7 separate regions of the Mus musculus genome follow, and all the other regions are linked to region 6. Evidence: chromatin contacts called from public HiChIP or PLAC-seq, Micro-C and promoter capture Hi-C data. All regions are on one chromosome and are shown on one strand. The core of a region is the stretch at or near the end of the contact, and the rest is flanking DNA. Distances in the headings are between cores, read along the strand shown.

Region 1 (3,043 bases), core at 543-3,042, 700 kb after region 6:
GGAGAGATGCTTCTGAAAATGCTGGAGGCTAGTGTCCATGTTCTCACTCCCCTAAACTGGTTAGTTTGGCCCAACTGCACCCAATGTGCTTGATCACATGTGGGTGGGAGGTGCATGGGCAGGATTATTGCAGAATGCACGCCTGCCACATTTGGATGTAGCCCTTACTAAACTCACTAGAACACATACATGCACACACGAGAGCGTGCACACGCATGTGCACACACACACACCAGACAAAGACTAGTTGGGATAAGAGGTTATCAGTGGATGTGTGTGTGTGTGTGTGTGTGTGAGAGAGAGAGAGAGAGAGAGAGAGAGAGAGAGCGAGAAGAACAGCTTAGGAATAAATTTAATCAAAATATATACATGAATAAAGTGTACTAATGAAACCTGTCTAGAGGGACAGTACTGTGTTTCGTTTTCTCTGTCAATTAAAGAATTAAAAGGAAGATCTATTTTCAGAGTTCTAGTAGGACCATCATATTACACCCGAAAAATCAGAGCCCCTCTTGGGGTTCTTGGTGTCGTTAATAAAAGAATTTGAGAACCATCACAAATGGAAGCTTGAGGACAAAGAATACACTCTAACAGAAACTGGGGGACAGTTTGTTGGACTTTAAAAGGAAAACCCCCAGGGCAGGCAGGCTTAACCCTCAAAGCTTTGGGGAAGGGACCTGTAGCACTGGATTAGTTCTTTTTTTTTAATTGGTTATCTTATTTATTTACATTTTCAAATTTCAAATGTTGCCCCTCCCCTTGCCTGGTCTCCCCTCCCATTGATGCCAGACAAGGTCATCCTCTGCTACATGGGACCTCTGGACCCCTCCATGGCTCTTTAGTTGGTGGTTTAGTCTCTGGGAGCTAAGGGGGGTGGGGTCCAGTTAGTTGATACTGTTGTTCTTCCTATAGGGTTGCGATCCCCTTCAGCTCTTTCAGTCCTTCCCCTAACTCTTCTACTGGGACCCCTGTGCTCAGTCCAATGGTTGACTTTGAGTATCTGCATCTGTATTATTAGTCAGGCATTAGCAGAACCTCTCAGGGGACAGCTATACCAGGTTCCTGTCAGCAAGCGCTTCTTGGCATCAGCAATAGTATCCAGTTTAGTGTCTGCAGATGGGATGGATCCCTAGGTAGGGCAGTCTCTGGATGGCCTTTCCTTCAGTCTCTGCTCCGTTTTTTGTCCCTGTATTTCCTTTAGACAGGAACAATTCTGGATTAAAATTTTTGAGATGGGTGAGTGGCCCCAACCCTCAATTGGGGGCCACGCCTATCTACTGGAGGTGTTCTCTACAGGTTCTATCTCCCTTTTGTTGGATATTTCGGCTAATGTCATATCCATTGGGTCCTGGGAACCTCTCGCTTCCCTGGTGTCTGGGACTTTCTAATGGCTACCTCCAGTTCCCCCACCACCACCACTGCTACATATTTCTATTCATTTTCCCAAGGACACAAGGTCACATCTTGGCATGCTAAGAAAAGGTTCAAAACAGGAGCAAACTCGTCGGGGCTGGTTTGTCAAAGCACTACCTATCAACAGACACACTGTTGCAGTTTATGATGAAATTAAAGCTATAACACACACACACACACACACACACACACACACACACACACCTTTGCTCTCATGTAGTAAATGCCAGAACAAGAGCAGGCTAGTCCTGACCCTTGTCTAGAGGGCAGCAACTCAAGGGCGGGTCGCTCGATTGATTGGTTGGTTGCTGTCCAGGTCAATCAATGATTGGTCAGCAGCGAGTCATGCTTTAGGCTATTAGGTCCAAACTCTAGCCCGACTGGTGGCTTTTGGGGAGAGACATGGCTGAGCTACTTGCTAGCTTGCCCGCCTGGGCAGCTGTGCTCCTTCTCTTTTTCGCTACGGTCTCCGGATCCACTGGCCCTAGAAGCAGGGAAAATCGGGGGGCGTCCCGGATCCCTTCCCAGTTCAGCGAGGAGGAGCGTGTCGCTATAAAAGAGGCGCTGAAAGGTGAACCTCCGCCCCCTTGTTCTCAGATCTGAGTCCCTCAGTCCCAGAGGGCCTACCTCCCTCTGCTGAGGGACGCGGGCGGGCCCAGCCAGCGTTCTGCAAGCTTTCGGGACACTGTGCACTGGTCTAGCACTTGCGTCGGTAATCCCTTGCCTAGCCTAGAGGCTCCAGCTTCTCTCCTCTCAGCACTGTTGGCATCCACCCTACCCCTGTCTGCCTCCAAAAAGTATTTGTAGCACTTTCAACTCTAAATCTTTTAACCTTTTCAATCTCTGCGGTGCCTTAAAACAAAACTGTTTGGCTTCGTTAAATGATCTTCCCCAGGACTCCCTCAAGGACAAAGCTCTGGATAACATTGTAGAGTCAGTAGGACTCGCTGGCTCTGAAGAGAATGAATTATTCCTGGGGTGTATGTAATATGTAAGTAGTTCTCCCCTAAAACGGACTTAACAAGGCAACTAACTCATTGGACTTTCAGGAGAAAAGAGCATTTGTGCAGGCTGGTGGGACGGACGCCTTGTCAACTTCTCTTTTCTGTTCATTAAGTAGTGGATTCATTAAAAAAAAAAACTGCCTACACAAACATATGCAAGTCAACACAGTGATCAAATGCTAACCCTTAGTGGAAGATGGATTGTGCACATAGTGAAGTGAGATGCCTGGGAATAGTTTTCCCAGAGCATTGGGCAAATAGTCCTCTGCAAGCTGGTTGGTTGCCATCATCTGTCTATTTTTCTTCTTCTCTTTCTCTTTCTTTCCTTCTTGTTCTTTCTTCTACTACTTCTTTTTCTTCTTTTTTTTTCCTCCTCCTCCTCCGCCGCCTCTTCCTCCTCCTCCGCTTTTCTTCATCTTCTTCATCTTCTTCTCCCTGTCTCCCTCCCTCCCTCCTCCAAAGTTCTGGGATTACAGCTGTGCACCACCACATTCAGCTATGGTTTCAGACTTTTATCAGAAACACTCAACCTCTATCAACCTTAATCGTCTGTCTCTGACCACTGAATCCCAACAGGTGCCATCCAGATTCCCACAGTGTCTTTCAGCCACGAGGAATCCAACACC
Region 2 (2,853 bases), core at 235-2,734, 810 kb after region 6:
AAACACTGGCTCTGGCAAGTATTGAAATCGATTTACAACATCATAAAGTGTGTTAGTTTTCTATCCGTATGACTTGAAATATCAACTTACAAGAATACATTTATTTTTCTACAGTTTCATATGTTTCCATTGAGGGCTGCTTGGTCCTAGGGCTTTGTGTCTGTAGAGAGCAAGAGCATCATGGTGAAAAGCATTTCAGCAAAGTGAAACAGATGACATTGTGTTTACAGGCTGCAAGCAAGAAAGACAGAGGGTGGTCAAGTCAAGGTTCCCACATCATGTTAAAGTGCTCACTCCTAATGTCCTAACTTCTACCAGGTCCTGCCTCTTAAATCTTTGGCATATGGGTCCCTAGGGAACATGGAATCCAAACTATAACAGGAAGTAAATCCTAGATATTAATACAAAGATACTGTGCTCTACTTCTGATTTAGGCATTCAGTCTTGAGGCAACTCGAACTACTTTTTTTTTTTTAAGATTTATTTATTTATTATATATGAGTACACTGTAGCTGTCTTCAGACACACCAGAAGAGGGCATCAGATCTCATTACAAATGGTTGTAAGCCACCAGGTGGTTGCTGGGATTTGAACTCCGGGACCTCTGGAAGAGCAGTCAGTGCTCTTAACCACTGAGCCATCTCTCCAGCCTCCCTGCCCCCCCCCCCCGAACTAATTTTATCTTCTATTAAAAACGGAACCTAACACTTAAGCCCAGACTAAAGGCCTTTCAACATAGCACCTTGTTTAGTTCTAGTAATAAGGTAGCCTTGTATCCTACTCTACTCATCATAAAACTGAGGTGCACAGAGGAAACCTAGTTAAGTACTAAGTGGTGGACTTAGAATTTTGAAGCAAGCGTTTTGTCACCAGTCTCCCTCTTAACCATTAATCACCTCTTTCTCTTTGAAATGCTAATATCAGAAATTGAGGTTTTAATGAGTGTTAAGTAGCTCTCAAAGATCAGATTGGGTAGAAGATATTCCTTGTGAACCCAACTCTCTACTTCAGCAGCGTGACTGAGCCCTGGGAGGTTAACGCTGAAGTCAGAGTACAGGATTTCTAAGATTAAGGTCAAATTTTTGAACCTAAGTAATTTCCCTCCAATTCTTAAGTGACGAATCTGCTGCCTATCCCATGAGTCTTGCAATTAGCTGATTTGCAAAATAATCAAGTCAGGAGAAATTAAATCCATTACAGAACCACCTAGTCCACAGAGAACTCTATATAAATCAGGTTATTTGGCAGGGGGTCCAAGATATAACCCAAGCCGAATCTGCAGCTCTGGCGTGGAAGACAGGGGGCGGGCAATCGGCGACCATTTTTGTTTTGCGGCCGTGCGCTCTCAGCGCATCTTGACTAACAGGACCCCATGGAGGAGGCGGGGCCTATCCGGGAGTGGGGCGGGGCTGGGAGGCGTGATGATTCAAATGGACTAATGACTAGGGCGCATCTGACAGGAGTCACCAATGAGCGGGCGTGCTGGGGCGGAGCGCACAAACCCTACGGGGTTTGGTTGCACCGCGGCTTTGGCGCATTTTCGGCTGGTTTGATTCATCCATTTTGAAGAGACGGGGGAGCGGGGGGCTCGTCAGATCCAGGGACCTCAAACCAGCAGCCGCCGACTCTTGAGAAGCCAGCAGCCCGGGGCTCGGCAGCAGCGGCCCCGCCGGCCGGAGCGGGGGGGTGGGGCGCCGAGTGCGCGGGGAGGGGGGTCCTGGTCCTCGGCTCCTCGACTTGGTCGCGCCTCGACAGCGAACATGTCTCGGCCTGTCAGGTCAGTGCGGAGTCCAAGGCCCGGGGCGGGCCGAACGGGCTGGGGTGAGTGGCGAAGGACCTGGGCAACGGGCCTGGAGTCGTGCTCCTGACTACCACGCGCGGCCTTCTGTCGGGGGCCGCGCGCGCCCTTGCGCGTGGGTGCTCGGCGGCGCGCAGGATGGCGGCGGCGCGCACGGGCGCGTCGCCTCCACCCCGCAGGGTCCGGGTCGGCTCCGCGGCCGCCCCCACCTCCGCCATGGCCCTGGCGTGGGCTTGGCGCGCACCAGGCACACCATAGGCCGCACCCCTGGGCCCTGTTGGAGCCTACGGCCGACCCGGGTGCGAACACGGAGGACTCGGTCCTCCAGAGGCTCGCCGGCTTAGCGTTTTGGCGAGCGAGTTGCTTGTGCCCCGCCGCCCGGCCCCGCCTCCATTCTCGGGGTCGCGGCAGGCCCCGCCTCCTAGCCCGGCCTGGGCGGAACCCACGTTTTCCTTTCCCCTTGGGGCAAAAGTGAGTTTTGACACTGAGCCCCGTAAAATAAGGGCCACAGCCTCTCCCCACTTGGGAGTTCTGAACGCATTAACCCCAAGTTTTCTCTTTCCACCGCTTGCAGACAAATGCCCTTCCTCCAGGGACGTGCTTGTTAACCCAAATCCCGTGTGGTTCTCGTTCCCCCTCACCCCGCAGTACGCGTCTCTTGCTACTTCTGTAACCCTCTCTTTCCCCGTGTGACGTTAATCGTAAATGGACTACGATCCACTAGCGATCAGACTTTTATTCACATGGCTTCAAGAAGTTTTCGGTTTCCCCTCACTCGGTGGGCTCCCCTTTAATGCCCTCCAGAGCTGTTGTATAGAATGTGGCTTGGGTGGAGGGTGTGGTTTAGTCCAATCTATTAAGGCCTGAGAGACAGAGGGACAGAGACCGAGACCAAAGTCAATAGATGTTACTTGTAAAGGAGCTTTACCTGGCCCCATTGCCTTTAGTTCTTAACTATTTTTACAGTTATGAATTCATTTCAAGTTTTGGTATCGAAAGTATCCCAATACCAAGGAGAGGTTTGGATCTGGCAACGGTTTTGTGCCCCACTATGT
Region 3 (2,825 bases), core at 60-2,559, 910 kb after region 6:
GTGGGTCCCTGACCACGATCTAGTGGACTAGTGGACTGTCTCACATCCAGGCATATATGGGCAATACTAACTGGACTCACTGGGTTAAGAAACAATGAAAAAGAGGGCACATAGGGGGATCTGGGAGGAGTCAGAAAGGTGAGGGAGGGGGACTATGTTTAAAATATATTGTATGCATGTATGAAATTATCAAAGAAAAAATTATATATATAGATATCTGTATCTATATATCTATATAGATATCTATAGCTATATATATATGAAACTGAGCTTGGTGTTAAAAGCCTGTAAATTCATCACTTGGGAGGTGGAGGAAACAGGATCAGGAGTTCAAAGTCAACCTCAGCTCGGACTTCATGAGACCTTGCTTCCAAACACAAATCACATTTGTAAGAACCAGCTTACGCTTAACATCCTCATAATGTTGATACTGAGACAGGGTTGCTGAGAGTCCAACCCCAAATTGAGTGGCACAGTCAATCCCATGAGAGCTTTAAGTACAGAAACTGTCTCAAAAAGCCTAAGTAAACAAACAACACACTCATTCGTTTAGTGGGGCAGGGAGACAAAATGGAACGCTCAATTGCCTCAGCTGCGAACACTTGTGAACCTTGGAATTGGGTGTTGATTTCTGCATCCCTTCTTTGGATGTTGCAAGTTTTGAAAATTAGGTTTTCACAGTGACTTTACAGGCAATGAATTGGGTGTTTCGGATTCTTAAGTAAAGTCACTTAGACTGGACGTGGTGGTGCACATCTGTAAATATCTGTAATCCCACCACTTGGGGCCAGGAGTTGAAGCAGAAGGATCTCCTATGAGTTCAGAACAGCTAGAGCTACGTGTTAAAATACTGTTTCTAAACCAAAAAAAAAAAAAAAAAGAAAGAAAAAGAAAAAAGAAAAGAAAGAAAGAAAGTTAAAGCTCTGGACCAAGCTAAGTTGGTAAGGGGGAAAGCTTTTCCCATTCTAGAGAGACCATTCGTCAATGATTCTGATCAAGTGGTGGTGGTAGCTCGCAATGTAAACCAGTGGGCGTCGTCCTCACACGTCAGCTCCGCCGCCACAGCCCTGGGCCCAGATTGCTACCCCGAGAGCCCTAAGCAGGACTTTGGGCCTGCGAGGAAGTACGAATGTCCGGCAGAGCAGGAGTCCCCGGAGCGAGTGCACGGGACGGACTAACAGGGTACGTACGGGAGCCCCGGGCCAGAAACAAAACACTGGCTTTGGGGCCCGGCCCCTCCCCCGGAAGTGACGCTCGCGCTGCTTCGGCGTCGAGGAAGGGCCCCGGCAGTGCCGGGGGGGGGGGGTTTGAGAGTGGCGGAGGCCGCGGAACGACGGGAGACGGCGGCCGTAGTGAAGAACGTCGAGCGCACGCACGGCGAGTGGCAGCTTAACTATAGCCACTTCGCCGTCCCGGCCGCGTGTGCGAGGGCGGGGCTCGAGACCTGCGGCAGCGGGAGATGCGGGCGGCTGCGGGCACGCGGCTGGCTCGGCTCGGCCGCCGCTTTCTCGGGCCCCGGCGCGGGGGTCGCCACTGTTCGCCGCGCGGTCTTTGAGGTCCGAGTGTGAGGAGCGGTGGGCGACAGAGTCTCGCACCGCGTTCAAGGCCGAGGAGTCCCGTGCCCTGCCTGGTGAGCAGCACGCCCACGCCCCGTCGGGGTCTCGCACCACCGCCCCTCAGCCAGGTTTCCGCGCGGGCCGGGCGGAGGTTGCGGGCGCGGCAGGAAGTGCACCGGGCGGAGGGAGGGGCGGAGCTTGGTGGCGGGAGGGTGGGACCTGGTGGGTGGGCGGGGCCCGCTGGCGCGCTCTCCTTGGGGGAGCAGCTCGGTGGAGCTCAGGTGCTCGCCGGAGCGCCCCCTCCGCCTTGCCCGCACCTCGGTGGGTCGTGAGAAGTCCCTTGGGCGGAAGGTGGCAGCGGTTTTTTGTTGCCTGGGTGGGGCAGAGGGGAACGGTTTTAACTTGCCGGAGTGGCAGGAAGTTGGAAAGTGAAAGTGCTTTCTTGGCTCGCCCACGGGCCGGAGGTCTGCGTCTCCCCGCACTTTGATCTCGGGGCGCGCGGCCTCACGCCGCATTCTTCCCTTCCCCAAGCTCGCTGTCCATCCGGCCACAGGTTTTTCTTTCTCTACTTTTCATCAGTCCTCCTCGCTTCCTGTACAGCTGTGGCAAGCTTTTCCTCGGAAAAGCATTGGAAACATCTTTGAGGGGAGGAGTTTTAACGGGCATCGGCAAGGAAATAAGGGGGAATTTGTTGGGTGAACTCAGAAGACACGGTTGGCATTTTCTCGAGCCCTTGCAATGTGAAGGTTAGGTCATTTAAGTAAGAGTCTTTCAGTAGAATGGCTGCCGTTCTAAGGTCAGAGCTCTTCTCTCTTCCCCCCCATGCACAGAACGTGGGGCTTCTGTATTTCCGGCTAGGAGTGGTGTTTTTAAAAGAGTATGATTCAACTTTTCCTTGTAGGAACTCTTTGTTCTTTGATCTTTGGTTTTATTTTAAAATGGAAACTGCTTACGTGGAGTTTGTTACATTTTTGGGGGGGAAATATTGTCTTAACTTTTGGGACACCATTATATATTTGAGGCAGGGGATGTACTCTTCAGTCACCAGCACAAAAAGGTAAAAAAAAAGTATACATTTAATATCCTCTTGTGGCTCTCACCGTTGCTTTCAGCCTCCTCTCCTTCCTTCTTGTGCTATGTATCAAAACTGGGGTCTGCATCAGGTGTTCATCAGCTGGTCTGCACTCCAGGCGCCCCTGTTCTCTTCTTTTTCCATTGCACTTCTTCGAGAAAGCAATTTTCTCTACCTAGGTGCAGTGCTGGTCATCT
Region 4 (2,987 bases), core at 109-2,608, 730 kb after region 6:
AAACTGGTCCTTCTGGCGAAGACCTAGTGTTGCCCAATCTAGGAGTAACTTCCATATCCAAACATAGACTTGGCTGTGAAACCAAAATTGGAGTTCAACTACAGTGACATTTGCTGGGCCCTTAAAAAATATAGACCTTTGATATCCTAGCAGCGGAGCTGAGCCCGGGGTTGCTGGATTAGCAGGTGGGGACAGGTTTTTGTGGCTACATTTGTTATCATTGTCCAAAGGAATGGCCCTCTCCAGTTGCTGTTGAGCATGTGTGCTCAGTAGCCAGCACTCTTTTTCTCTCCTATATACATCCTATCCTTATTCAACGGTCTAGAGAAATGCTCAATTGCCCCAAGGAACCTTTCTAGGGAAGAAAGTGACAGGAAAGGAACCTCTGGTCATAGGCTCTATGGTCTAGAAAAATGCTCAGTTGCCCCAAGGAACATTTCTAGGGAAGAAGGTGACAGGAAAGGAACCTCTGGTTATAGACTCTACCGATGAAGGGGGAAAGGCTGGAAATGGGAGTTCCTTTATAGGGAGGTCACATCCCCTTCACAAAAACAACCCAAAGAGAACTAACTGGTACTGATTTTGGATTGATGAAGTGAAGACACCCCAGGGAGGAAGTGGCAAAAGCGAGGATGAAAACACTTTGATTCCACAAGGTGCGTCAGGGAAAGTTGGCGTTCATTTCGCCCGGGATGGAGACTTCTCTCCCACGGGGCCACGATTGGGTCAAAGGAAACCCCCGCTCCCCTCCGCCCTTACCTCATTGGTGTGTGTAGCCCCAGCCATGAGTCTACCAAATTTTCCCTCCAGTCTGCCCATCCCCACCCCTATCAAGGCTGGAACTTTATTAAGGCAGATTAAGGTTCGGTCAGTCGCCCAGAGGAACAAGGAACCTGGAAGGAGAGATGAGGAGCCTGATGAATAGGAACTGTGCCCAGGAAGAAGGTAGGGACTGGGCGTGGAGAAGGAACACGCGATGGCTGCTGCGGCCCGGGCGATCGCCAGCTGGCCGGCTCAAAGGGGTGGTTTCGGGTCTTCTGGAAGGCCCAGAGGCTCACTAGAGATAGTCAAGATTCAGGAGTACATGCGTAGCAGAACGCTCGCCTTGAGAGGCCGTGGGAACTCAGGAGCGCAGCACCCGCCCGCGCTTGAGCACCGCGAGCCCACAACACCCTCCAATTCTGAGTTCCCGTCACTCTGCTGCGTTTTCCCCCTCACCCCGCCCCCAGCTCAAGAAACGCCGGGGAAATGGGCGGGGCCTGGGCGGGGCCCGCCCCTTTTCCTGCTCTGATTGGCTGATGCAGTTGTCCATCCTGACTCTATTCTTGATGGAGGGGGGTTACCACCCGCTCTGCCCCAGATCACGTTTGCCACCCACAGCCAAACACTCTTGTCCAAGTCCGCGGGCAAGAGGCGATTGGGGACGAGCGAGCTCGGCATCTCAGGCCCAGTCCGGTCCACACCAGCCCGAGGCGGAATATCCTGATCGCCCCCCACCAGGCCACCTCCCCTCGTGGAATCGGAGCGGCGGCCTCACAGGAAGGCAGAAGCGAAATGTAGCGAGCCGGGTGTCGCGGTTGGACGCTCGCCTTGCCTGGGGGTGTAGCGGGGAACACGCGGGGGCTCGAGGAGGACGGCTGAGGGGGAGGAGTGATGAGAAGAGGGGGTACCCTACATCCCCCAATTCCGCGGGCCCCTGCTACCACTCTCCAGGCGCCCTTTCTCCCCAGCAAGGCGCAGGTCAGTGTTGTTGGGTCTGGGAGGGAGGGAGACGAGGGCGGGGGACTCCAGGACGCAGTGCTTTTGCAGTCTTGAGTTGCCGGGAGTCGGCGGAAATCAACTAGGCACTCCTCCTCCCCACCCCTGTAGTTGGGGATACCTAAACCGGGCTTTTTTGTCCATCCCCGCTTGGAAAGGAGACGCGGCTTCCTAGAGCCTGAGGCCCATCGGTAGTGGCTTTACTGCTGATGTAGTTGAGAGACTGGCCTGCTCCCCTTGCTAGCCCCCTTCCAGGTCAAAGTGGCCTGCCAGAAAGACGGGAGGGAGGGGGCAGTCAGGTTTTAGCGAAGGAACTCAGAAACTTTGCTGGCTCGGGGGCGGTGGACTCAGACTGAGTGTTTCCTCTTGGCTGACTAGTGAGGATCTTTGAAAACAACGGTGCTGTGTTAAGGTGGCTTGGCTGGTGACCGAGTTAGTGGAAGACTCATAACTTGGGCCCTAGAGTTTGATTCTGCCTTAACCAAACTGGAGTTGACTAATTGTGAGTGTTTGGAATACTAACAGCCTGTTCATCATACCTGCAAAACCCTCTGGATTTTTTTTTTTTTTTTTTTTTACTATTGAGAGCCATGCTGGTGAAATGCAACAAGTTGGTGGCAATTCGTGGGGATTCCTTTAAGCTAAGAAAAGCAGGGCAGGCAAAGACAGACATGATTTGGGAGTAAATGCATATTAGCTTGTGACACTTGGATTTGCCTGACTTTGTTTTTCTTTCCTCTTTCTACACCTTTTACCGATGATATTTTTGTTTTTAAGAGTTACACCATGTCTGGCTGTCAGTAACCCGAGAGGAAAGGGGGAAGGCCAGGCAACCAAAAATGTAGGAATAAACAGTAGCTTCACCCTCTGTCTCTTCAATCTAGTTAACTGCCGGGTCCTATCTGACAGGCTCACAGGATCTAGCATAGAGAGAAGTGTAAATGCAGCCTGGACCAGGGTTTAGCCTGTGGTTTCTGTAACACTCGACTTTCAAGGGCAAGAGTAAGAAGGAGGCCTCTGGTTCTTGGCCTTGGTCTTGGCCGGCTTGCCCTGCCCCGGTTGCCTGGGGAGTTCTCCTGGCTTCCTCTCCCATCCCAGCAGGGGGCTAGGACAATTAGAGGTCTAGGGATGCTCCCCTCAATGACCAGCCTCTCTGTTTGCCCTGTCTTGCTGTTGCTGTCTTGTAATAAGTCACTCAAGAAGAGTGAATGCGTAGGGAGTTTGCATCT
Region 5 (2,778 bases), core at 237-2,736, 650 kb after region 6:
TCATTCACCCATCTCACAGACTCACCATGAAGCTTTAACGAGTACCAGAAAGTGAATAGGTGGTCAGAACACAAAAGTAAACCAGCCCAGATCTGCCCACTGACATCTCTCATACGGTAAACGAGTTTAGAAGACTGACTACCCAGCACATCATGCCCACTGGCTGTGCTCCATGTTATAACACCAAGGCAGGAAATACTGCAGGAGGGAAACATGCCATCTATGCAGGAGCACGGGGAAGGGCTCCAAGACAGTGTTCACTGACACGTTCTCCCCCCCACTGGAGTGGCAGGCATACTTGGGTCCCTGGCATCCTGGCTACACCTCGACACCTTTGAGTGACCTTGGGTATTTCCTTAGTCCCCACAAGCAATACATCTTCAAACTATCCACTGGGCTGGGCTTGCAGACAATTCATTCTTTCATTCATTCAACAGATATTTGTTGAGTCCCTACTATGTGCCAAAGCAACTTCATTTCACCTTCCCAGGGGCACTTCCAACAGTGCTTTGCTGGAGCACCCCTATATCAAATTTCAGAGCTTCTGTTTTATCTTAGAGAAATAGAAGGACAACTCAAGGCTGGGACAGTCTAGTTCAAGATGTCGTGGGGGACGGTGGGAAGCCGCATGGGCTCAGGGAGGAACTCTCATTTGGTAGATTCCCACACTGCTTTCCCATTGCATTGGTGGCCAAGGGACCCACAGCTCTGCTCCCAAAGGCATCTGGGAACATGGTCATTGGCTCTGGTTCCTGGAAGGGATGGTACAGAGAGTTGATGGCTTCCAGAACACCTTTCCTAAATTTGCTGTAGGTCCAGTTTCTTAAGCTTCTTTACTCTAGTGTTTCTGAGCCTCATGGCATCTCTGATATTTCTGAGCACTGCACAGGGACGGTCTTCACAATGATTTAAGGTCGGGGATGGAGCTGGAAAGCAAGTCTCCACCTCAGCTCCGAGTATTTCAAGGCCCTCAGGGCCTCCAGACACCATTCATGCCCTTTCCCAGGGTGCTCAGAGGTCCACTGTCCCTCACCTCTAGATCCCCAACCTTCAAAGCAAGAGCCACAGAGCCCAACCCCTCAGGTGGCTTCAATGGTATCCATTGTCCAAAGGGCTGTGTGGCTTGACCCCCAGCCCCATAAGTAGCAGGACAGCAGGCTCAGAGAGGAATCTGCCTGCTGCCCCTCCTCTGCCGACTGCCTTGGGGGAGTCTGTAGGGTAGTGGCCCCGCTGAATGTGACCTATTGTCTTCAGGTGGATTTAGGAAGTGCCAAGCTCCCATCAAACAGCCCTGCTCCCCAGGTAAAACAAAAAAAGGGCTGTTCATTTGGGACCTTTCCCCCCCTTATCTCCTTTTCCTATCTCCTTAGGCTTAGCTCTGGTGTAGTGTTCAAAACCACTTCCCCTCCGAGCCAATCAGAAGCCGGGGCTCACTGGCGGCCCTGAGGTGAAGTTATTTATAAACGCCTCCCTGGATTATTTGAGCAGAGCCCTTTCACACACCTCAGGAACACCTCTCTGCTGCCCGCTGCCCAGACACACCTGCAGCCCTGCCCAGCCGGCTCTGCTCACCCAGAGGTAAGCCCCACCCAGCCCAACCCACCCAAGGGCTGGGGGTTATCCAGGGAAGAGAGCAGGCCCCAGGGGTACCTTCAGAAGAGAGATGACGTGGTGGGGGCTTAGGAACCTGAGTACACATGGGAAGGACGTTCTGAACCGGATCCTATGAGCAGCCCTCCAGTCCTTGTGGAGCGCACCATAAAGACCTCAGCTGCTAGGGTGAGTTTCACTGGAAGAATACACAGAATGGACTCTATTGGAGGAGCTCAAAGACACCCAGTCAGAGTCAGGCAAACAGGGCCTTCCAGGAAAAGGAATGGAGCTTGAACCTTTCTGAGCCACCCCCTCCACTTTCTACTTCTTTTCAAGTCCTGGAAGCAGAGAGCTAGCTCTTGGTGCATCTCGAAGTGGCTGTGTCCCCGTCCTTCTGTCTCTACACCCTTTCCTTCCCTCGCTTATTTCCCCATTTCGGGGTATTCTGCATGAGCTCTGTGGACTCCTATTTGGTCCCTGTTGCTTCCATGAAGCTAAAAGAGGTAACTGGAGAGGAAGATAAGGAGCTGAAGGCAAGTGAGGGACAGGCTCTATTGAGCTTAGAGCGTTTCGTGGTGCAGCATCGGGAGGGTCTGGGCCAGTACACTGGTGAGGAGCCAGACTCACAGGCGCCCAGATCCTGAGCCTCCCAGCCCACAGTTCTAAGAGGTCCCAAGGCATCCTTGGGCAGTGTCTCTACTTCTGGAAAACAGCCCAGAGGTTCTCCAGGCTGGGCCAAGCAAATCTGTTATCATCGTGACACCAACTATTCAGTTGAGCTTAGGCCTGTTAGGTGAGAATGCCTGGATGGGTCCCTTAAAGTAGCAAAGCCTTCCCCACCCTGAAATAGGGCAGACTGGGAGAGGATTTTTCTCCCTTAGTGTTTTTACTCAAAGATGATCCTCCCCCAGAGCCCCTGCCGCCCCCAGCAGGCTCTCAGAACCAGCTCTGCTACTCCACCAGGCTTTCTGGCCCCTCCCGGGGTCTGACCTGCCCTGAGGCTCACTCTAGGAAATCCTGATGCAAAGGTCTTTCTTTATCTCTTAGTACTCAGGGGCTTCCAGCAGAGTGACATATAATCTGAATTTAGTGAGAATGTCTCAAACTATACAAAATGACCTCTAGAGGTTTGCTAAAGAAATGGAGACCAGCTGGATGTGAGCCAAATCATGGAGGGTGACGTGG
Region 6 (3,087 bases), core at 301-2,800:
AACATCATAAAAACTAAACTTATTTTCCCCCTACAAAGTACCAGGTTTCGGTCCCGTTGACCGTGTATGACAACGGCCTCACGCATAACTCAATCTATCTGTACTCTAGAATAGCTGAAACAAAGCAAGTTGTGTGGGCTGAAGGGGAAGAGCAAAATATAACACAGGAAGTACTTTGCTCCTCCAATCATTGAGACACCCCAGGAGAAAGAAACCTGACAAGTGACCTTTAGAGATATGGTGTAACCTGAAACCCTTGAGAGAAGAAAACTTTGCAGTGACCCTGAATGACAGCCTTCCCTGCTTCACTTGGACCTTTTGAAATCCCCATTCTCCACTACCACCGACAGAAGCAGAGACGGGTAGACCCACAGAGATTAAGAGTGGGTTTCCCAAATGCAGGAATAGTATTTCCTGCCTTTGAGTCTCCGGCTACCAGGGACCAGTGTACCAGCACTAGGCCAAGCCTGGCTTACAGACAAGGTTTCCTACGGTGGAGGGAGCAATGGAAACAGCCCGGCGCAAGCCTAAGGGGCAGCGCAGGCCAGGCGCTGGCGGTTCCAGACGATCGCGGGGCACGGAGGCGGGGTCCCCAGTCTCCAGTGCCGCGCCGCTCCGCGCCGACGCGCCCCACCGCTGCGCGCCGACCTCGCGAGGCCGAGGAGAGCGAAGTCACATTCCGGCTCCCAAATAAGGAGTAGGGTTAAGGAAACCTCAGAGAGCGAACTTCTCCAAACCGACCGACCAACCAGCTCAATGAGTAAAGGGCCTTTTGTGCCCGCAGAAAGGAAGGAGGGAGGGAGGACGAGGCCACCGTGTCCTCGGCGCCGGGTAAAGCGAGCAGAGGCCGTCCGGGTCCCAAGAGTGGCCACCAGGCTGGATCCCACTCACACCCCAACATGGCAGTCCCCGTGAGTCCTCTCGGGTGCCGGCCACTCGCGGGGTGACCGGAAGCTGCACCGGATCTCAGCGCGATCCCGGGCGGCCCAGACTTACCTTTAGGGCGAATTTTTGCTGGGTTCTCTTGTCGAAGATCCGCAGCACCTTCCCGTTGATGCCCAGGCCAAGCACTTGGCTGGTGACCTTGTAGTCGTCGGTGATGGCGTTCTTTCGGATCTGCAGGCCCGACTTGACGTGGAACTGGGGGAACGGCGGCGGCGGCTGGGCCGGGGCTGGCGGTGGAGGGCTGGGGAAAGGCGCCGGCGGAGTCTGGCCCGGAGAGCCCGACAGCATGGTGCCCGGCGACTCGCGCGCAGAGGCAGGGGCCGCGGCCGCCCCCTCCTCCGGCTCGGGCCCGGGTCCCCGCCACGCCCCGCCCGGCGGCGAAGTTTGCTCCGGGCTGGAGCCGGCTGCCCCGCCCCGGCCCGGCTCCAGGCTCGGCTGGTCGCGGGGCCCCGTGGGTCCCGCTGTGCGCCGCGGGCGCCCACCAGCCCTGCTCCCTCCCCCCGGAGACGTGCGCTCCGGGGAACGCGGGACGGCAGGGCCCGGCCGGAGGAATCGCCGCGCCGAGAAGTACCAGCCCGGGGGCGGCGGCCGCGTCACAGGCTGCTCGGCGTCCTGGGCTAGTCCTTAAAGGGGAGGATCGAGGGTGGGGCTTGACTGGGAGGCGTGGACATGGGGGAGGGGTGGGCCTTAAAGGGGAGGAAGTCCAGTGGCGGGAGAGCTTAGGGACTGCGAGCAAGCGGGCTTGTGGAGGGCATCGAGACATCCTAGTTCTTAACCCGGGCCGGGCAGAGGGGAAAGGGAGGAGGGCAAAAGAAAAGCTGCTGGATAGTTCAAACAAAACCCTCACTCCTCCAGCTGCTTGGATCTAGAAGACAGGTCATCGGAGAATTGGAGGAGATGTATTTTGAAAGAAACGGATAATTGATAAGAATCTTTCTACGTGGACTCTGTGGGTGGGGGGTGAGGGGTACCCGAGCAGAGCGAGAATCCGGGGGCCAGGACTGGGGGAATAAGAGAGACTATTCATCCTAGGATCAGGTGTCAGGCAATAGTAACAATTTCCTTAACATACTTGTGAGTTTTACTTTTTTTTTCTCTCATGGACTTACTGGTTTTCACTGAGAAGAATGTACTACTGTGATACCACGAACAATTTAATTATTATGAATTCGAACATATTTTTATATAAACCCAAAATGACCCAAGATGGAATGGGGCACTCTAGCCACCTGTTATCCCGGCTATATGCAGGAGACTGAAGCAGGAGGATAACAAGTCACAGGGCCAGCCTGAACAACAAAGACAGACTCTGTCTTAAAATACCCACAAACTTCATGTCTCTCTGGGAGGTACACTTATACATTTGTGTTCTTAATTCATTGCGATTATAGAGCAAGGGGAAGGGCTGGGAAATGGTTCTAGAGTTGGGGAAATGGTCCCTGCGGCCATAGCCAATAAGTAGTCCTGAAGCAACCTAGTTCTAGTACAAATCTCTGGGCCTAACTGGCCTGTAGCACTGCTGAGATCCACAAGGGTTTGACTGTTACAGCAGTTAAGAAATGAGACAAAGGAACAAGATAGATACAAAGCTCTGGTTTACTTACTAATACAGACAAATTAAAGATGAGACCTGACCCATGGTCACACAAAGTCTTTAATATGTCCCAACAAAACTCTGGAGACGAGACAGTGCCCTGAGAAAAGGGCGTTGGAGACATAGCCCAGGATGGCAAGACTCATTTGCTGTTCCCTGTTTAGATTTCCGGAAGATACTTGTTCCAAGGAAGACAGAGATGAACAGGTGGAGGACTGTAGGCCCCCTCTTGAGATCCAACTCACTATGGATCAAGGAGACAAGCGCTTTTTCAGTGCTCAATACTTCTCGCTCATCCCTGTGGTGATAATTCTAACTGGGGGGGGGGGGGGGGGGAGGGGGATAGATGCAGTAGTTGGGTTAGCAGTGTGGCAGATACAGACCTGGGAATAGAAGGCACATTGGCTCTCCTCAGTCTGCAGCTGGGTAGATTCCTTCCACACTGAAGACAAAGCTACACAACGCCCTGTTTCAAAGGCACTGCTTGAGGCTGTGGAGATGCAGGGACAGAGAAAGGAAGGAATCTGGGGATGAGGAGGTGGAAGGTC
Region 7 (2,730 bases), core at 94-2,593, 770 kb after region 6:
CACAAAGCTGCATACTGTGTGCATGCATTCCAGTGGAGGGAGTAGAAGCAGAAACAGAAGCAAATGGATCTGGAGCTCAAAGCCAGCCTGGGCTACATAGACTCTGTCGAAAGGAAAAAAGAAAGAAGAGAAGGAGAAGGAGGAGGGAGAGGAGGAGGAGGAGGGCTGGAGATGTAGCTCCGATGGTAGAGGACTTGCCTAGCATGCCTGGATTTACTCTCCAAAACTACAAAACTGGATGTTGTTACAATTGAACCACAAGTTCTATGGTCTACTGTCAGAAGTTGACACCAACTTAGGCTACAGAAAATCCTCTCTCAAACAAAAAACAAACAAACAAACAAACAAACAACAACAAAACAGCCAAAAGGGGAAAAAAGTGAAGCTTATTCTACTAGCCACAATTTCTAGCTAAAGGACAGGCAGGACAGAAAAATTACAGGTAGGAAAAGTAAAAATATTTGCCAATCATTTTATGAGTATTCAGAATTAATAGCAGCAACAAAAGGAAATGTCCTGGTGCTCAAACGCTATGCGTGGCTGGTGTAAGAAATGTGGAAGTGTCAATGAGGAACTATCTCTTGTTTATTCTGCATTGTTATTGCTATAGCTAGTTATTAAGTGTTGTAACTTTTGACATAGATTTTTTTTAAAAGGTTGATCTTTTGGGTCAAATGTCCCCAAATGTGCCTGTTATTGGTCATATGGAAAATTTGACCTTGTCTTTACAAGGCTCGAGATTTGACTCTGTAGTTAAGACAACAGGAAATGGACTTCACTTGGAACTTGGACATTTATCTTTGTGTTATAAAACCTTTAAAATATGGCTAATAAGAAAGGCCGTCTAGAAATCTTTAAAATGTGATTTTAAGAAAACATCTGGGGGAAAGATTTAGACAGGAGAGATCATGGTCTACGTAGTTCAGGGTGACCCAAAGTTGCTTCCAATCTCTTGTCTTGCTCTGGGGAGAGGAAGTGGTGGGGTTAGGGGTCCTTGAACACACTTGTTGCAGAAGACGATGGATGAACTAGGGTTTTATGATCCTCCTATTTCCATCTCCCCAAGGCCTGGATTGCAAACCTGTGCTTCGACGCCAAACTTTAGAATTGTTTTTAAATAGATTTCTAAATTCTTTAAAGTTTGAAAACCTTAAAACTTTTATGTAAATTTGCTCAAGATAGCTAGGAAACTACATTTCCCAAGAGTGTACGTGGCAAGTCGCCACACTGGTCTGGTCGCTTTACCAAGAGGCACACTGGGAAATGTAGTTCTCCGAGCAGTGGGGCTCACAACGTTTTTGACGGAAGACTGGGAAGTGCGCCGCCAGTGGCAGGACGGGGACCGGACAAGGACTCTGCACAACCTCAATTTTGTGTGTGCGGTCCGAGAAAGGGTCTAAGTCATCTGTACTTCTCTAAGCAAGGTGCTGGCCACGGTTCAATGCTGGCGAGCGACTCGGAGGTCCCTGAAAGGAAGGTGCCAATCGCGGAGGGTCGAGCTGGTACCCGCCCCACCCAGGCTGCGGCCGCGCGGGGAGGAAGCGCGCACAGGCCGAGTGCAAAAGTTTCCTTTTCTGCTTTCCAGTCAGAGAAGCTTCAACCAACCGAGGGTGGAGATGCCTGACTTCAATTGGAAGAGAACCCGGGAGCCAAAGGGGTTGAAATAAGCGACTTCCCGGAAAAACAAACTATCAAAAAACCTCTCCCCACCACTAGCCATGGGCAGCCGAGATCACCTGTTTAAAGTGCTGGTGGTGGGGGACGCCGCCGTTGGCAAGACGTCTCTGGTCCAGCGCTACTCCCAGGACAGCTTCAGCAAGCACTACAAGTCCACCGTGGGAGGTGAGCGGTCACGGGTGACTAGGAGCAGGGGTCGAGGCTCGCAGCCGGTAGCCTCTGGGTACCGAGGTTGCCTCTAAGGGGTCCCCAGCCTACCTACAAAGATAGGGCCAAAGTATACAGGTGAGAGATGGTGAAGGGGTCTGAGCCGGGGACTATTCACCGCAGAGAGCAGAGCCCTCCCGCAGCCATGCGCTGCCCAGAGCAACTTCTCCAGTCAGCAAAGTCAGCTGAGTCCCGGTTCAAGTGCAGGCTGGGGCAGTTACCCTGCTTCCTACCAGCATCCGACGGGTGTTGAGGAAAGAACCCCGTTACCTTAGGAGGAAAGCCCAGGAGCTAAGCAGTCAGAGGTGTGGGGAAGACTGGAGGACAGATTCCGGTCAGGTCTGATGAGCCCTATGGTGTCATTAGTGAACTGAGTGGGAAATGTGAGGAATTCACGAAAGAATGTGAAATACCCTCGAGTGGCCTGTCGTCTTCTCTTGCACTGGGGAAGGCAGGGAGGAAGAGAGAAAGAAGCACTAAAAGTAAATTCATTTCTTTCCCAGTGTGGCCTTTGGACTCTGCTGAACTGTCCACCTGTCGGTCTGTCTACCCCAAACACACAGACACAGACACAGATACACACAGACACACACACACCTCCACCACCACCACAAGGAGAAGGTAGTTAACAAGGTTACAGTAATGTGAAAGAATAAAATTACATTTGTTTTTTTTATTTTGTTTTGTTTGAGACAGGGTTTCTCTGTATAGCCCTGGCTGTCCTGGAACTCACTCTGTAGACCAGGCTGGCCTTGAACTCAGAAATCTGCCTGCCTCTGCCTCCCAAGTGCTGGGATTAAAGGCATGCGCCACCACGCCCAGCACATAAAATTACATTTGTACCAA

Evidence for each region. Promoter capture Hi-C pulls out the DNA fragments that hold promoters and counts their contacts. A called contact is a pair of places that touch in the nucleus more often than the background predicts. HiChIP or PLAC-seq counts read pairs in DNA pulled down with a chosen protein or histone mark.
Region 1: a promoter capture Hi-C map of cranial neural crest shows a contact between it and region 6. The contact joins the promoter of Pm20d1 here to the promoter of Mapkapk2 in region 6. A contact is called at or near these places in 2 of 39 promoter capture datasets (cranial neural crest and liver).
Region 2: a contact with region 6 is called in an H3K27ac HiChIP or PLAC-seq map of thymic regulatory T cells, with 4 times the contacts expected there. The contact joins the promoter of Nucks1 here to the promoter of Mapkapk2 in region 6. A contact is called at or near these places in 2 of 115 datasets of contacts at active chromatin or transcription factors (the SCID.adh cell line and thymic regulatory T cells).
Region 3: a contact with region 6 is called in a FOXA1 HiChIP or PLAC-seq map of pancreatic cancer cells. The contact joins the promoter of Elk4 here to the promoter of Mapkapk2 in region 6. A contact is called at or near these places in 2 of 39 promoter capture datasets (the C10 cell line and neutrophils), 2 of 115 datasets of contacts at active chromatin or transcription factors (memory CD8 T cells and pancreatic cancer cells) and 1 of 9 other capture datasets (adipose tissue).
Region 4: a contact with region 6 is called in a Micro-C map of embryonic stem cells, with 4 times the contacts expected there. The contact joins the promoter of Slc41a1 here to the promoter of Mapkapk2 in region 6. A contact is called at or near these places in 1 of 39 promoter capture datasets (stem cell-derived epiblast-like cells), 6 of 484 Hi-C or Micro-C datasets (CD4 T cells, CD8 T cells, the N1E-115 cell line and 1 more) and 3 of 115 datasets of contacts at active chromatin or transcription factors (bone marrow-derived macrophages, embryonic stem cells and thymic regulatory T cells).
Region 5: a promoter capture Hi-C map of embryonic stem cells shows a contact between it and region 6, with 2.3 times the contacts expected there. The contact joins the promoter of Slc26a9 here to the promoter of Mapkapk2 in region 6. A contact is called at or near these places in 5 of 39 promoter capture datasets (embryonic stem cells, hippocampal neurons, liver and 2 more) and 1 of 115 datasets of contacts at active chromatin or transcription factors (pancreatic cancer cells).
Region 7: a contact with region 6 is called in a promoter capture Hi-C map of erythroid cells, with 2.9 times the contacts expected there. The contact joins the promoter of Rab29 here to the promoter of Mapkapk2 in region 6. A contact is called at or near these places in 2 of 39 promoter capture datasets (HPC-7-derived erythroid cells and erythroid cells), 1 of 115 datasets of contacts at active chromatin or transcription factors (astrocytes) and 2 of 9 other capture datasets (adipose tissue and liver).

What each region holds. Positions count from the first base shown.
Region 1 is chr1:131,795,603-131,798,645 of GRCm38.p6, forward strand. It overlaps Pm20d1 (peptidase M20 domain containing 1), which reads left to right and starts at 1,793. Exons shown (of 13, transcript NM_178079.3): 1 at 1,793-1,984; 2 at 2,994-3,043. The coding sequence starts at 1,816.
Region 2 is chr1:131,908,974-131,911,826 of GRCm38.p6, forward strand. It overlaps Nucks1 (nuclear casein kinase and cyclin-dependent kinase substrate 1), which reads left to right and starts at 1,485. Exons shown (of 7, transcript NM_175294.3): 1 at 1,485-1,777. The coding sequence starts at 1,761.
Region 3 is chr1:132,006,311-132,009,135 of GRCm38.p6, forward strand. It overlaps Elk4 (ELK4, member of ETS oncogene family), which reads left to right and starts at 1,310. Exons shown (of 5, transcript NM_007923.3): 1 at 1,310-1,630.
Region 4 is chr1:131,826,654-131,829,640 of GRCm38.p6, forward strand. Slc41a1 (solute carrier family 41, member 1) reads left to right here and starts at 1,359. Exons shown (of 11, transcript NM_173865.3): 1 at 1,359-1,740.
Region 5 is chr1:131,742,536-131,745,313 of GRCm38.p6, forward strand. Slc26a9 (solute carrier family 26, member 9) reads left to right here and starts at 1,487. Exons shown (of 21, transcript NM_177243.4): 1 at 1,487-1,578.
Region 6 is chr1:131,096,293-131,099,379 of GRCm38.p6, forward strand. It overlaps Mapkapk2 (MAP kinase-activated protein kinase 2), which reads right to left and starts at 1,551. Exons shown (of 10, transcript NM_008551.2): 1 at 997-1,551. The coding sequence starts at 1,233.
Region 7 is chr1:131,865,934-131,868,663 of GRCm38.p6, forward strand. Rab29 (RAB29, member RAS oncogene family) reads left to right here and starts at 1,344. Exons shown (of 6, transcript NM_144875.2): 1 at 1,344-1,477; 2 at 1,586-1,842. The coding sequence starts at 1,719.